Regions from separate parts of the Xenopus tropicalis genome. Here region 1 is linked to region 2. Evidence: chromatin contacts called from public Hi-C data. All regions are on one chromosome and are shown on one strand. The core of a region is the stretch at or near the end of the contact, and the rest is flanking DNA. Distances in the headings are between cores, read along the strand shown.

What was found. A called contact is a pair of places that touch in the nucleus more often than the background predicts.
Region 1: a Hi-C map of tailbud embryo shows a contact between it and region 2, with 2.2 times the contacts expected there. The contact joins the promoter of znf81 here to the enhancer-like site in region 2. A contact is called at or near these places in 2 of 5 Hi-C or Micro-C datasets (neurula embryo and tailbud embryo).

Annotation. Positions count from the first base shown.
Region 1 is chr4:34,019,509-34,026,382 of UCB_Xtro_10.0, forward strand. It overlaps znf81 (zinc finger protein 615), which reads right to left and starts at 3,544. Exons shown (of 7, transcript XM_031900631.1): 1 at 3,306-3,544; 2 at 508-630. The coding sequence starts at 621.
Region 2 is chr4:33,836,620-33,843,685 of UCB_Xtro_10.0, forward strand. No RefSeq gene overlaps it. Among named protein-coding and RNA genes, the nearest start is that of frmd8, 33 kb to the right of the region's middle. Within about 2 kb of position 5,357, at least 11 of the 11 cell types and tissues checked have an H3K27ac peak or open chromatin away from gene starts, as enhancers often do. A contact at or near this core is called in neurula embryo, where this site is marked.

The DNA.
Region 1 (6,874 bases), core at 2,294-4,793, 180 kb after region 2:
GCTTTGATGCTGCCAATCTGCCTTCACCCCACTGACTTTAAAGAGGTGGTTCACCTATACAGTAACTTTTAGTATGTTGTAGAGTGTCCTATTCCTAGCAATTTGCGGTTGGTCTTCATTGTTTATAATTTTTCAAATTATTTGCCTTCCACTCCTACATCAGGTCAGGGTCGGCCTTGCCCACAGGGTTTTTTCTTGGTGCCCCAACGGCCCAGTACGACCCTGTTTCCCAGTCCCACAATGAATAGCCTAGACCTAAGGGAGCAATTACCTGTGCTATGCCACTGCCCTAAAAACAAGAGAAAGAGGGGAGCTGGATCTGGCATTAAAGATACATTTTGGGCTGAGAACTTGTATAGAAATTAAAAGTAATATAAGGATGGTTCATCTTGAAGCAGGGAGTACAGTGAAGCACATTTCTCATATTATAACTAAATACAGGAAACAATATAAAGATTTTATAAGAAATTAGTGCAATATTTCACAAGGAATAGAAATCGCTCATACCTCGCCGGTGAGTAAGAATATAATACCCAGGGCATGATTCAATATCTTCTCAGTCATTTGCTTCTTATCTTTATTCATTGTGTTGAGTATTATTGGGTCCAACAGGTGCTGCATGGGTGCAACCTACTGAAAAGGAATAAAAAAAAAAAAGGATAAAAGATCCCATAATGAGATAATATAACCATGTGCAAAGCAATGACAGCAGACCCTGTGGCTGCTAGGGAGCCTTGTGAATGTGCCAAAGCTCTAACTGATGTTTGCAAAACATCACCCATAAATTTAAGGTCGGCCTAATCTCATATGGTACCAGTGGGCAAACTTGCACCTAGAAACCAATCACATTTTGGCTTTCATTGGTCTACCTCACACAAACATGCTAATCACCGATTGGTTGCTATAAGTTACTACCCAGGTGCAGATTTGTGCACTTCTGGTAAATAAGCTCACTTAACGCCACTAAATATGTCACTTGATACATTCCCAACTGAACAGCACTAATAAATGTGCGTGTGATCCCAGCATTAGTTACAGGGGAAGGAGAGATACAGATAGGGCAGTGATAGGGTAGAGGGCATTTGTACAATTCCCTCTACCTGCAATGCTCCTCTTTAAGAAGAAGGAAAGATAAAAACTAAGTAAACTTTATCATAAAGGTCTATGTAAATACAGCCATAAGCACTCATAGAAAAGATGTACTGAGTCCTCTATCAAAAGAAACTCAGGATTTCTTGTCTCCTTTTGTGTACACGTTCTTCAGTGTCAGACTTCCTTCTTTTAGAAAAATCTCTCAGGGCACGGTACAAGTCTGATCAGTTTGCTCTTCTCTTCCCCCCCCCCCTTTTTCTCCTTCCCCTCGCATCATCTCTCACTCTCCCTTCCACCTGTGCTGTGTAATCTGAGCTACCAGCAGCCAAAGCTGCAGCACGGCAGTTACTGACAACAGGCTAAAATGGCAGCTGCTATCTTAAACAAACAAAAGGAGCTTCTAGGGTATGTCAGGTATGGTAAAGCTTTCTGCAGAATAAATATAGCATTCTAGCTTACACTAAGGTGGCTGATCTGTTAGCAATAAAATGCCAAAATGCCTTTCTTTCTCCTATAAATATTAGCTACTAGTATTCCAGTACCTGAAGTTCAGCAGGTCAACAGGTGGGGTACTCAGGAGACCCACAGGCACCAGGCTCTAATGGGCAGCACATGCACCCTGGTACCTTGGGGACTCACATATGCAGAGAACATGTATGTGACCTCAAGGCCTTATGTACAAAAGAAAATACATAAACAGGCACAAAGTACATTTTGCTTATCTCCCAGCTTCTTTTGACCAGAGGCACAGCTCTTTGCACTCTCAGATTGCTTTGCAGAGAGTTGTACTCTAGCCTGTAAATCACCAGCTAGGGCAGGCACTGGTACCCTATAAATCCCACACTTTCCTCACCTTCTCCACTGCCGATCAGCCTTGATAATCCCAGGCCTACCTCTACCCTGCCCATTTCCCCACCCAGTCCCCCCATTTCCCTGCCCATTTAATGGCCCAATTCCAGGCCTAGTCCATCAAATTTCCCGCCCATTACATCATAGCCCCACCCCAAATGACATCGCAGCCTGCCCCAGGCATAAAGGCCGGTATTACCATTAGAAAAAGTTGGCAACCCTACTCTGAATGCAGTGGTGCTTGAAGGGAGATAGGAGCACACTGCAAGCTAGGGAGTCCCACGTGCCAATCCTCAGTGCTCTGGAGCGGACGAGAAAAAACTTCTGCATGCCTGCACATTGGCACACAAATAAGGGGGGGGGGGCGAGCAGTGCCAGCCTAGGGGCGCCCAGTGTGGAAATCCAGGCCTGGCAGCACCACTCTCTGTACCTCGTGCTGGGGTGCCATTCCCTCAGGTGCTAGTGCTTTCTATATGGGCCCTAAGGGGTGCACGTTTTGATCCGCTCAGGACTCCAGCACATGTACTTGTTTCTGTAGGATTGTTAAATAAGCCCCTTAGTCTGGCCCAGTCATGTCCCATGCCCATCATATGCCGATGTTGCTCAGAATGTATGAATATGTAGTAGCAGCACAAACGTATCAGTGGGGTCACTGATTAAAGCACCCCATTAGCAATATATATTGCCTATGAGTAAATGCCCTACAAGGCACAACGCGTTAGGCTGCCCCCCTTTTTTCTGTCCTAATAAATGATTTTTTGAATCTTACCTAACACTGCTTCTCTAATTATTACTTTAAATTGCATTTATCACCCTTGACTGAGGGTTTCCTGCAAACCTTACCATCCGTTATTTACTTTATTTTAATTGCATCCCTCTATTTTGCTCTTTGAGCAGTTAATATACCATCCACCTTTGTAACTTATGGGATCCCTTATCCAGAAAGCTCTGAATTACAAGAAGCCCATCTCTCACAAACTCCATTTTAGGTAAATAATTCCAATTTTTAAAAAAATGATTCCTTTTTCTCTGTAATAATAAAACAGTACCTTGTACTTTATGGTAAATAAGCTTAATGTATGGTGATCCAAATGACCAGAAGATCCCTTATCTGGAAACCCCCTAGCATTCTGGACAACAGAGCCTACACCTGTACTTGGAATTGGCCAAACAGACATAAATTGGTGTTTAGGCAGAAAGGCTGAAGTGAGAGGCCAATGCCAGTCTGGTGTATATATATATAAGTGTATGTGTAAGTGCATGTGTATATACCCCCCTGGCACCTACAGGCACAGGGCTAAATGCTCCTTTCTCTGTACATACCCCGAGTGATACAATAGCAGCGCAGAGACGCACATACCTACCTACTGCCTGACTCCCGTGTGGCACAGGAAATGAGCTCAGGGGTGGGATTTTTTTTCCTGAAGGGAATTCTGGGATTTGTTGTTCTTCTCTCAGCACGATTTACAGGCATCACTCGCTTTTTTTTTGCAAATGATTCTGTAACGGGTGAACTATCCCCAGAATATTAGATCAATTCCAAGCAGAGCTCACTGGGCAGAAGTCCATATATTGTTTAACAATTGTCTGTGCTGCAGCAAATAAGCGACATTTGCGCTCACTCACAGCTCTGTATGAAGCTGCATAGCCAAGTACACTTCCTTTCATCAGCGCTGCTGCAGCGCCATCTTGTGTGCATTGTCGGTAATGCAATTGTAAAGGGGAACTATCACTAAATATGAGCCTTTTTCTCATGAAATGATGAAATTTCTAAATATGATCAATTAAAAATTCTGCAACGTTTCTAAAATAATCCAGATAATCTTCAGTATCCCAGCAATCTGTCTCCCTAGATGCCAGGAGTAAGTATGTGGCTGACAGGTCAGATATATTGGTGGGTGCTCCCTAGGCAATGTAAAAGTGTAAATTGATTACATTATATTATATTTATAAAGCTTTTTATTTCCAGGAGGTTAGACTTATACTCATTTTTTCATTTTTGAGACAGATTCCCTTTAATTGTTTAATATAACCACAGTAATGTACAATGAAAGTCCCACTCAGACCTGTGTTTTTGCATTCTAGAGCTCTGCCCTATATAAAGACTGGCCCATAGGGATTTTATTGCACATACATCATAAGTAGCGGAACATGAATAGTGACCAGAAGTAGAGGTTGGAATCCCCTTTGGGGATGATATATAACTAGGGAAAAAAATACCGGCCTTTCTATGTTTTTGCCTTTTTTTCCCCTATTAATAACATTGGCATCAAGCATTTTAAATAAAGTTAACATGAGTGGCTTTTTGTTAGCCTAGTTACTGGGGGTGGGGGGGGGGGGGGCAGTGCTGCTTAAACAAGTTTCTGAACTTGCCCCATGACAGGAGCACCCCTGTAATTAAGCAAGATGACAAAACCATAGTGGGTTGCTGTCTGAAAACTTTAATCCCCAATGATGGGAACCTTACGTCAGGTGGCAGTGCCCCCTAATAACCAGGGGCGACAAAAAGCCACTCCTAGTAACTTTAAGTCGGGTTATTAAGCCACACACCATCCCCAGGACGCCCCTACCTTGCTGGAAAGGTAAGCAAGGAAAGTGGGGGGGAATCGCCCCTTACTATGAGATGACAATGCTGGAACAGAGAAAGGCTTCCTGAAATCCACTAACAACTCTGTTATGATCCAGAGTGCATGTACTACCCTACATAATAACACAGGCCAGCGGCACTGGTCTCTTTGCTGGATCAATGAGATGAATCCTCTTGGAAACAAGTTTAGTAAATGTGCCCCTAAGGATTAGTGGGTTCAGGAATGTTTACATCTGCAGAGATGGGCAAATTTCCATAGCAACACTATTAAAGAACCTACTAGAAACACTAATATTATATTTCTATAATAGCACTGTTTAATTTTATGTGTAGTGTGATGGTTATTTCTCATACCACATGTTCAAAGGTTGGATTATATTGAATTTCTGATCTTGTACAAATAGGTTTTTGGAGCCCTTGAGCCAGGTTGGGGGAAAAATCCCTTATAGGGCCACAGCATGTCGACAGCACTCTTGTACAATAAACTAATGATGTTGTATAGAAATATACTACTTATGGTACAAGGCTGCCACCTTGTGGATTATCAGACTGTTCTGCAACTTCTCTCATTAGATTGCACAACCTGCTGCTGTACTTAAAGAGCTAATAAGCCCCCCTACTTACATTTAAACTATTGATCACTCTGCACTGCCCTCCTCCCCAAATGAATCACCCCAAGTTTGTAAATGTGAACTGCTCATTGGGTGGCAAATTGCAGAGATGCTCAGCAAGGTGAGAGTTGCAATGTTGGGCCGCGTCACTTCTGGCTCCAGGTTCCACAATGGTGTTTGCAGACATATTAATGTTAATATGTCTTGTAAAAGGATCTTGGGTTTGATTCAGACCAGGGCACTGTTCTGCCTGCAACTGGGGATGCGGTGGGGATGTTGGAATTTAAATCAGTTTCTGGAACTGCCCTTATTGTATGAGAACCCTGTGCGCTGGATGTATCCCCCCCAGAACACGTGCATGCGCATCCTTTCCGCTCACATATGGAGCACTGGGACAGGACGCTTCCCTTCGAGGAAAAGCTGTGCAGAAGGCTACACTAAAGGGAACAATACTCAGGACATGCTGAGTACCCTTTATAAACATGAAATATTACATACACAGCTCTTACATATCATAATGATGGACAGTGAAAACAAAGAGTTGAGTTTTTTACATTCCAAAAGAAATGTTCTACAGAAGGACATGTGCATTGCTGAAGCTGTGTAATAAAGTATAATGCTATACTAATAATACTAACGCCATTTAATTATTCCTTCAGAATTCATGAAGCTCTCATTTGTAAATTGATTCACATGTTAAAAAAATCATGGTGATTGCGAAAACTGCACTTTGCTTAAAAACGATCAACGCACCAGAGGTCACCCCTTTAGATTAGAGGAATGGAGCTTCCATTTGAAGCAGCGTAGGGGGTTTTTCATGGTGAGGGCAGTGAGGTTGGGGAATGCCCTTCCTAGAGATGTGGTAATGGCAGATTCTGTTAATGCCTTTAAGAGGGGCCTGGATGAGTTCTTGATCAATCAGAATATCCAAGGCTATTGTGATACTAATATCTACAGTTAGTATTAGTGGTTGTATATATAGTTTATGTATGTGAGTATATAGATTGGTAGGTGTGGGTTGTGTGTGCTGGGTTTACTTGGATGGGTTGAACTTGATGGACACTGGTCTTTTTTCAACCCTATGTAACAATGTAACTATGTAACTATAAGTACAACCTACTGTTCCCTGCTCTAAAGGATTGTAAGTTATAAGGACATAGGTTTATCCTCTTTTTTAAAAAAATGTACAATATATTTTAGATATAAGAACTAATTCTCCAGGGTAACACTGCTGAATGGGAAGGTGCATACTTGAAGGGCACTTTTCTTTCCCTTCCTGCGCACCATTCTGCCCTTATTTTTTGTAATAGTTTAAAGTACTCTTTATTGTTTAATGTGTTTTTTTTACATGGAAACAAGTAGAACTCTGTATGCTGGCTAATGCATGGAGCTTGTCAGGTAAATTAAGAGAGCTGGAGTTTATTGCATGTGCTAAAAATTATGATATAATTGGTATCACTGAGACCTGGTGGGATGAAACATGTGAATTAGCTTTGAATGCAAATGGTTATACCCTTGTTAGGAGAAACAGAGGGATTAGAAAGGGCGGAGGAGTTTGTTTGTATGTAAAGCCACAGGGTTAAACACAGAAGGAAAATGGAATACCTTTAAAATGTTGCTTAGCAAGTATACAGGTCAGTATATTGCCCTTCTAAGCAAGGAAAGCCCAGTGAAACTCAAATGCTCAGTGTGGTCTAGACAGTTGTTGAAAAGACAACTTAGGGTTGTTGCAAAT
Region 2 (7,066 bases), core at 4,107-6,606:
ATTTTTACCTCTCCTTCTCCTTTAACTACATGATACAAAAATGACCTGAATACGTCTGGGGGGTCAAAAAATAGTGCAATAATATTAAACGAGAATACAAAGTATTATACATCCAACATGACCAGGCTACTTTTCATTAAGTTACCCATTGTAATCACGTGCCATGTCATCTTAAAGGGGTTGTTCACCCTTAAATTACTAAAGTATAATTACAATATATATTAAAAGATGTGATATTCTGATGCAGTTAGGCTTCATTTTTATGGTTTTTTAATTATTTCACTTTTTGTTCAGCATCTCTCCAGTTTATTATAGCAGCTATCTGGTTGCCGTGGTCTAATTTATGCAAGCAGGCAGAGGTTTGAATTGAGGATAGAAAAAAGTAAAGAATTGTAGCTTCACACAGTAGTCGGCTGCTGGGGTTAGTGACCCCCATTTAAAAAGACATAAGAGGAAACTATAAACCATAAGACAAAGTCCAGTCCAAATATTTCTAATTTAAAAAAAAAAAAAAAAAAAAAGGGCATCCTGCATCCTAATATTAACTTAGTGTTGAACGATCAGTCTCAGCATGCAGCAGTGTGGATGCAAAGGTTTAGAAAGTTATTTAATTTGCTTAAACTATAGTCAAGTGTAACACAAGAACTGTGTAAACATGCACCAGCTCCATATAATTGTAAATAATCAGCCAGCAGCCCCCCTGGAACCATGTGTAAAGCTTCATTCTCATTAAAAAGATAGTTTACATGTAAACAACCGAAAAAGACATTGTCATATAGGTAAAAAGAATACTTTAAAGGTAAACTACCCCTCTAATTTAAGGATTCAGACACATATTAATCTACATTTTTAGCTCACTTACATTTCTTCAATACATAGATGGTACACCACTGGCAAGGAAAGAGTTAAAAATATTTTTTATACGGACCCATAAAATTACTAATGTCTTTGTTGCAGTTTAACACTTTTAAGCCAATACAGTGCTACAACTAATGTGCATAGAGGACCAAAAACACCATAAATGATGTTGGCCATACCTATTCTTTATTTCAACAATCTATAATCTGTTATCTAAATAAAGTCCTGCAAGTTTCGAAACCCAACAAACTAAATAAATATTTTTAGGGCATTTTAAGAGCTACTTCAGGAGCAGTTCAGTTTCCCTGCGAGTGAATATGGCCATCACCAATAGGGTTAATTTTAAAGGACAAGAAAATCACTTTTCACAGTCCAGTGCCAAAATGTTAAACACTACCAATGACATTAGTACATAATTAAAAAGTTTATCCCCCCAAACCAGTGCTTCTGTTTAGAGAACACTGAACCGGTCTGTAGGAAAATTCTTAAAATTATGCTGGCATTTTACATGCAGTTTTCCCCAGCATCCTGAAAAAAACCCAGATCATTTGTGCATGCTTAGTAGTAAAACCCCAGAAAAATTGTGTTCTACTGTGCAACAGCCAAAGCACAAGTGCCAATGACTACAAAGTAAGTAAAAGATAATCCCCTTAAAATAGTTATAACTAAATCTTAATAATTAATGGCAACTTTTAGATATAACTTAGTGACCTACGATCTGCCACAACATTTTTACTGAAGTAAACAGCATTGTATTATAAACTGAACAATATGACAAGGGAACTGGAAACTCACTTACCGCATAAAATCCAATCAGCTACATTAAAGAAGTGGTTATAAATATACTGCAAAACAAATTTTAATCAGAAACCAGACTTTTATTATGTATGGCTATGTTTCAATACATTAAACAGATCTAAAGCTTCATTGACATTTTGAAAGTATGTAAAGTGGGTATAAACTTCATAGAATGCTTATCTATTCAGTTTTTCATTAATTTCACTTGACTAAAGTAACTTGGTTAATACCGACAAGCCATATTGTGCCAATAAATTTAGGGACAACCTCCAAAGCATAGTGCGTGCAAATTAGTAGTTTTTCTTTTATATGAACTACAGAACAGAAATATCAAGGCTTCTTTAACCAGACATGCCGTTTTACAAATTATCCTGTAGGGAGTAAACGTGCAGATACCAATAAGCATTTTGTTAGCAAGGATTTATTTTTATCCTCTAGTTGTTTTTATTGGTCCATGCAGCCTGCTTTGTTTGATTAATCCACTGCCATCACGGTTTTCAAAATATCCATGTCATGTTTGTAAAGCAGACCAGATTGATGAATAAGGTATTAAGTGATAGGTAAATACCCCCATGGTATTGAACAAGCAAATACTCTCAGAGAGATACTCAACGGTATATAGCCTCAATCTGACCCTAAGCACTTCAAGACCACCACCAACGTTTATTTATATATGTGTACTGAAAGGTTCTTGGACCAATACACTACACACTATTTGGTTTATGGTTGTTTTAATTCCATATTGGTTAAGCTGTAGGTCAGTTTTATAGTGCACTTCCCAGAATAATGGGCATTTGATAAAGAAGCCACTGCAACAAGTTGATCCTTTCCTTCCAAAGATGATGACCATAATCGCCTTTCCTGCTTGGCTTTTCTCAGAAGAGTCAAGTCTTGAGTTGAAGTGAAGCTGCATTTTAAGAGGTTTTTAAGTGGTTTTTATGTTGTATTATATATATCATTTGATACCTCATTCAGCAATTACTTGTGTTATTCCTCTACCCAATCCCATTAGGACAAAGCGGTTTAGAAACAAAAGACACACACTAAACTGCCCCAGCTACAGGGCAAAGGGCCTAGAATTAAAAACAGGAGGCATGTGCAGTACACAAAGCTCTGAACATAAAGACATGGCACTTAGATGACCCACCCATCAAATACAAATATAAGGTTACTGCATGGTATAGCACACACTACAAAGTATTAAATATATGTAAGATGCACCTTACAAACAAAATGCTATTATTGGAGACTGCATTTGACAACAGTATTCATCAGCACAGGTTTCAGAATACTATTTTATCATAGTCCATGTTGTGATTGCAGAGCAACACCTTTATGTTGAAATAAATAATGCAAGTTCAGCAAGGGCCTCTCCCATTCTCCTGTTATACTTAGTTCACTTTTTTCCAGGCTGCCTCAACTAATGAATTGCCATGGGCCTCCACCTAAGTCCAACTTTATTAGGTATGAAGAACTAAGGCAACTTGGTGACAATCAAGAAAGATGTTCTGTCCTTTAAGGGAGATAGCACTGGCAATGGGACTTTTATGATGAAGTAACAGCACAGGTATGCATATCTTGGGCCAAAGATCTTAAAAGGACACTGCAGCCAGACGTACATCTCAGGCTATGAGGATGCATCAAGTAAAGGTTCCACTGTAGCCATCTGTTGGTAACGTATGAGTGCTCTGAAAAGAATCTAAAAATATCCATTTTATAAAAGCCCCCTCCCCCTTGGGGTAAACAAAACCCAAAAACATATATACACAATGGCAAGATCAGTTACAAAATATCTCACATTTTTTGCATATTAAAGTTACACTTCCCCTCCTAATTTTTCATCACTGAGAAAAGTGTTTATTGCAAAGTTACTAGAATACACCTCAAAGACACCTCATTTAGCCCAAGAACCTATATAAATTACACATTTGATGATGAAGCATATCAACTTCATGTCAAGACATCACAAGGTTGATTAAGACCTGGAAAATAAAATTGGAGAAGTCTCAATGCTCCCATGCCCTCCCACTGAACCCCAAAATAAATTATGTCACTACTGCCTAATATAATAGTGCAGTAATTAGGTGGTAATGTACCACCTAGTGGTTACACAAAGCTAGAACATAAGGCGTCTAGCAGCTGTACTTAAAAAGAAACTAGATATGCCCCACTGGACACACCCCTTTCCTCCCACATCTAGTAAGAGCATAAGCGTCATATGCTACAACCCACCCCGAGGGATTAATCATGCCTGATTAATGCAGTAGTCAAACGTTCCTCGTCTAGCACCTTTGACCTTCACTGATCAACCTTCCGTCACAATCCATATGCTTACACCCGACATACTGCTGTATTCACACTTCTTCAGTTAACGTGCAGGTAGCCCGTGAAGTGAAAAGAATCTTCAGAAAGACGCATCTTTCATTTGTAGGGAACCTCTTGCGCTTTTTAAAGAGGCCTGAGAATTATAAGACCCAGAAAAACACACAACCACCCCAAAAGCCAAGAGCACGTGCCTATAGCTTTGTATTTGTTGCCCGATATTAGGCGCAATGACTGATAGGTGCAAATGTGCAGTAGCCAACGCCACGCAGCATTCTACTTCTGTTTAAAAGTGAATAAAAGAGCCAGCTAGCCAATAGTAGTTATAAATTGGAGCTGTTACTACATGAACCATACCAACCTATCTGTAACATGGTCTACAGAGGCATTAGTTTTCTATTAAGTGCCTTTCAGGTTGTCCAATTTAGGGTATAAAGGGCTTAACTATAATGGAAGCAGACCTTGTAGCTCCTTAGGTGCCTTCTGCCATAAAATCTATTAATACAACTACTTACAGATTTAAAATAATAAAATAAATAGTTTTAGGTGAACTACACATGTCAAATATTACTAAACGGCTTAAGGACGCACTGATGTTTTGACCAAATAAACATTTGTCGCATAGCATAAGAGCTAAACTGCATATAACTAGTTCTAAATAATAAAAAAAAATCGATATCATTTGTTACAGTGCAGCCATACCCACTCACCCCAGAGTACTGCATAATACTTACCATACGGCCGCCACAGGCTTAGCCATAGTACTTACCACTCGGCCACTACCGCTTCGTACCTTCTACTACTCACTTCTTGTCCGTCATTCGATCACTTTGTCACGTAAGCCCGGGTCGCTTCTTTTTGTAGACTTTGACGCTTCACACCTTGTGACGACATAAATCCTTCCGCTGTATGAAGCTAGTCCCAGCAACACCCATTACGAATAACCTAATTTAGGGTTCTATCTGAATCCACACTCCACATTCTAGTTCGGTTATGCACTTTATAAATATGACTTACAATATGTCACCTTCGTAAAGTCACATGTCACCTGAGTAGTTAAAAAGCGCATACAGAATGCAGAACGTTCACCACCCTCTAAAATACGCATGCGCAAAAGTAATTTTTTAAGTCCAGAGCTAGTAAAGTGAATTAAACTGATTAGCGTGATCGCGTTGTATTTATATTAGCAAACGGCACTTATAAAGCATGACAGAGGGGATTATATATGCGTGGCGATTAAAACTACCAGTTCATTTTCTTTTGTAAATTGGCGGAATGATACTAAAACTTGAGCACGTAACTAGCGGACTGATCCCATTCTCTATTATTAGCGATGGCGTCAGTGCTTGAGAAGTTGCGGAACGATATCTGCTCTGCTTCAATTTACTTTACTGACGCATAGATCCGGCTAAAACCGGTTAGAACTGGATTGTGAAGGATGTTTAATAAACAAAGAAAGGTGCGGTCGAGCCGAGTATGTTCTAGAATCTTACACTTAAAGCTTAAAAGCGACGTTTGGCTCAAATACTTGTTCAAGGTTTTATATAAAAAATAAGTTATAGCTGACTCCAGATAGGCTAATAACGTTGTACAATGGGTAACATATAGCAATATGGCAAAGATAAACGCAGACAATAGCTGTACTGGGGAGATTAGTCTGGCCAAACCTGAAGGAATTGCTGTCTTACTTTAACAAAAAATAAATCTTAGGAGCTGTTTGCCCTAACCCAAGTTTTTAACATATGGATTAAAAAAAAGACTAGTGGCAGTAGAAGGCACTTGTAGCTTTCAAAGGCAGAAAGGGTCATTGCAAGCATGTTGTAGCAGTGGGATGACGACAAAATGTTTAATATTATGCCCCCACAATTAAAGGTGAGTGGGAATTGCCTCCAAAATGCAGTCTTTCACTTGACAGCAGGGTCGGACTGGGGCACCGGCAAAAAACCCAGTGGGCCCCAGCGGCCCAGACCCAATTCTTTCGGTGTACCCCTGGCCGCCGGTAACCCTCCCCTGACACACTGAAAGCAAGTTTCGCGCTCAAGGGAGGACATTGGGTGGGGGGTTAGGGGGGCACCTTGTCTGACCCTGCTTGACAGCACCCCACATTCGGGGGCAGGGGCAGAACTAGGTAGCAGGGGCAAATGCTTAGAGTGCAATAGTGTGCTTTAGGGCCCTAGCACATACCTCTGCTGGGGGTGGTTAGAGGTGATGGCCTTGGGCACCTTTAGCTGATGGCCCTTCTATTCACCTAACATAGGAGGGAATTTTGTCCACGTTGTTATAGGAACACTTTTCAGGCAAATGTGACCTAACATTGGAACCATGCCTGGACTGGGCTTTAACAACAGCCCAAACAGCCCCCCATAGGCCTACTAAATAGTGACTGTCTATGGCATCTTACAGCAGCCACTATGGCACAGGGGTGCTCCTGCCATGAGGAAAGGTGAGAACCTTGCCATAGGCAGCACCAGCCCACAAGTTATCAGGGGTGGCAAAAAAGCATCCTAAAAGCAGCAGAGGGACATAAATCGCCCTGCTCTGGCCAGAATCTACAGATTGGCAGTCCGGGCCTGACTATGGCTAAAGGAGTTAGGGCTCTGGCACATGGGGAGATTAGTCGCCCGCGACAAAACTCCCTGTTCGCGGGCGACTAATCTTCCCGAGTTGCCTTCCCCTGCCATCCCACCGGGGAACATGCAAGTCGCCGGCGGGATGGCACAGCCGGTGGCGCGAATTCCCGAAATCGCCGAAAAAGACTCGCGAGGCTTTTTCGGCGATTTGCGCGAAATTGCGCCACCGCGTGTGCCATCCCGCTGGCGACTTGCATGTTCCCCGGTGGGATGGCAGGGGAAGGCAACTCGGGGAGATTAGTCACCCGCGAACAGGGAGTTTTGTCGCGGGCGACTAATCTCCCCATGTGCCAGAGCCCTTAAGGCAAGCATAGAAAATGTGGCATCAACCTGGGGTCTTTGGTGCTCAAGGGCTTGCATCTTGCTTTATAAAGCAGAAACAAAATGTTCTAAATGTTCTCATATTTTCACCACAAAAGATCCAAATATAAACTGTTTCCTCTATAGGAGCCTTGTCA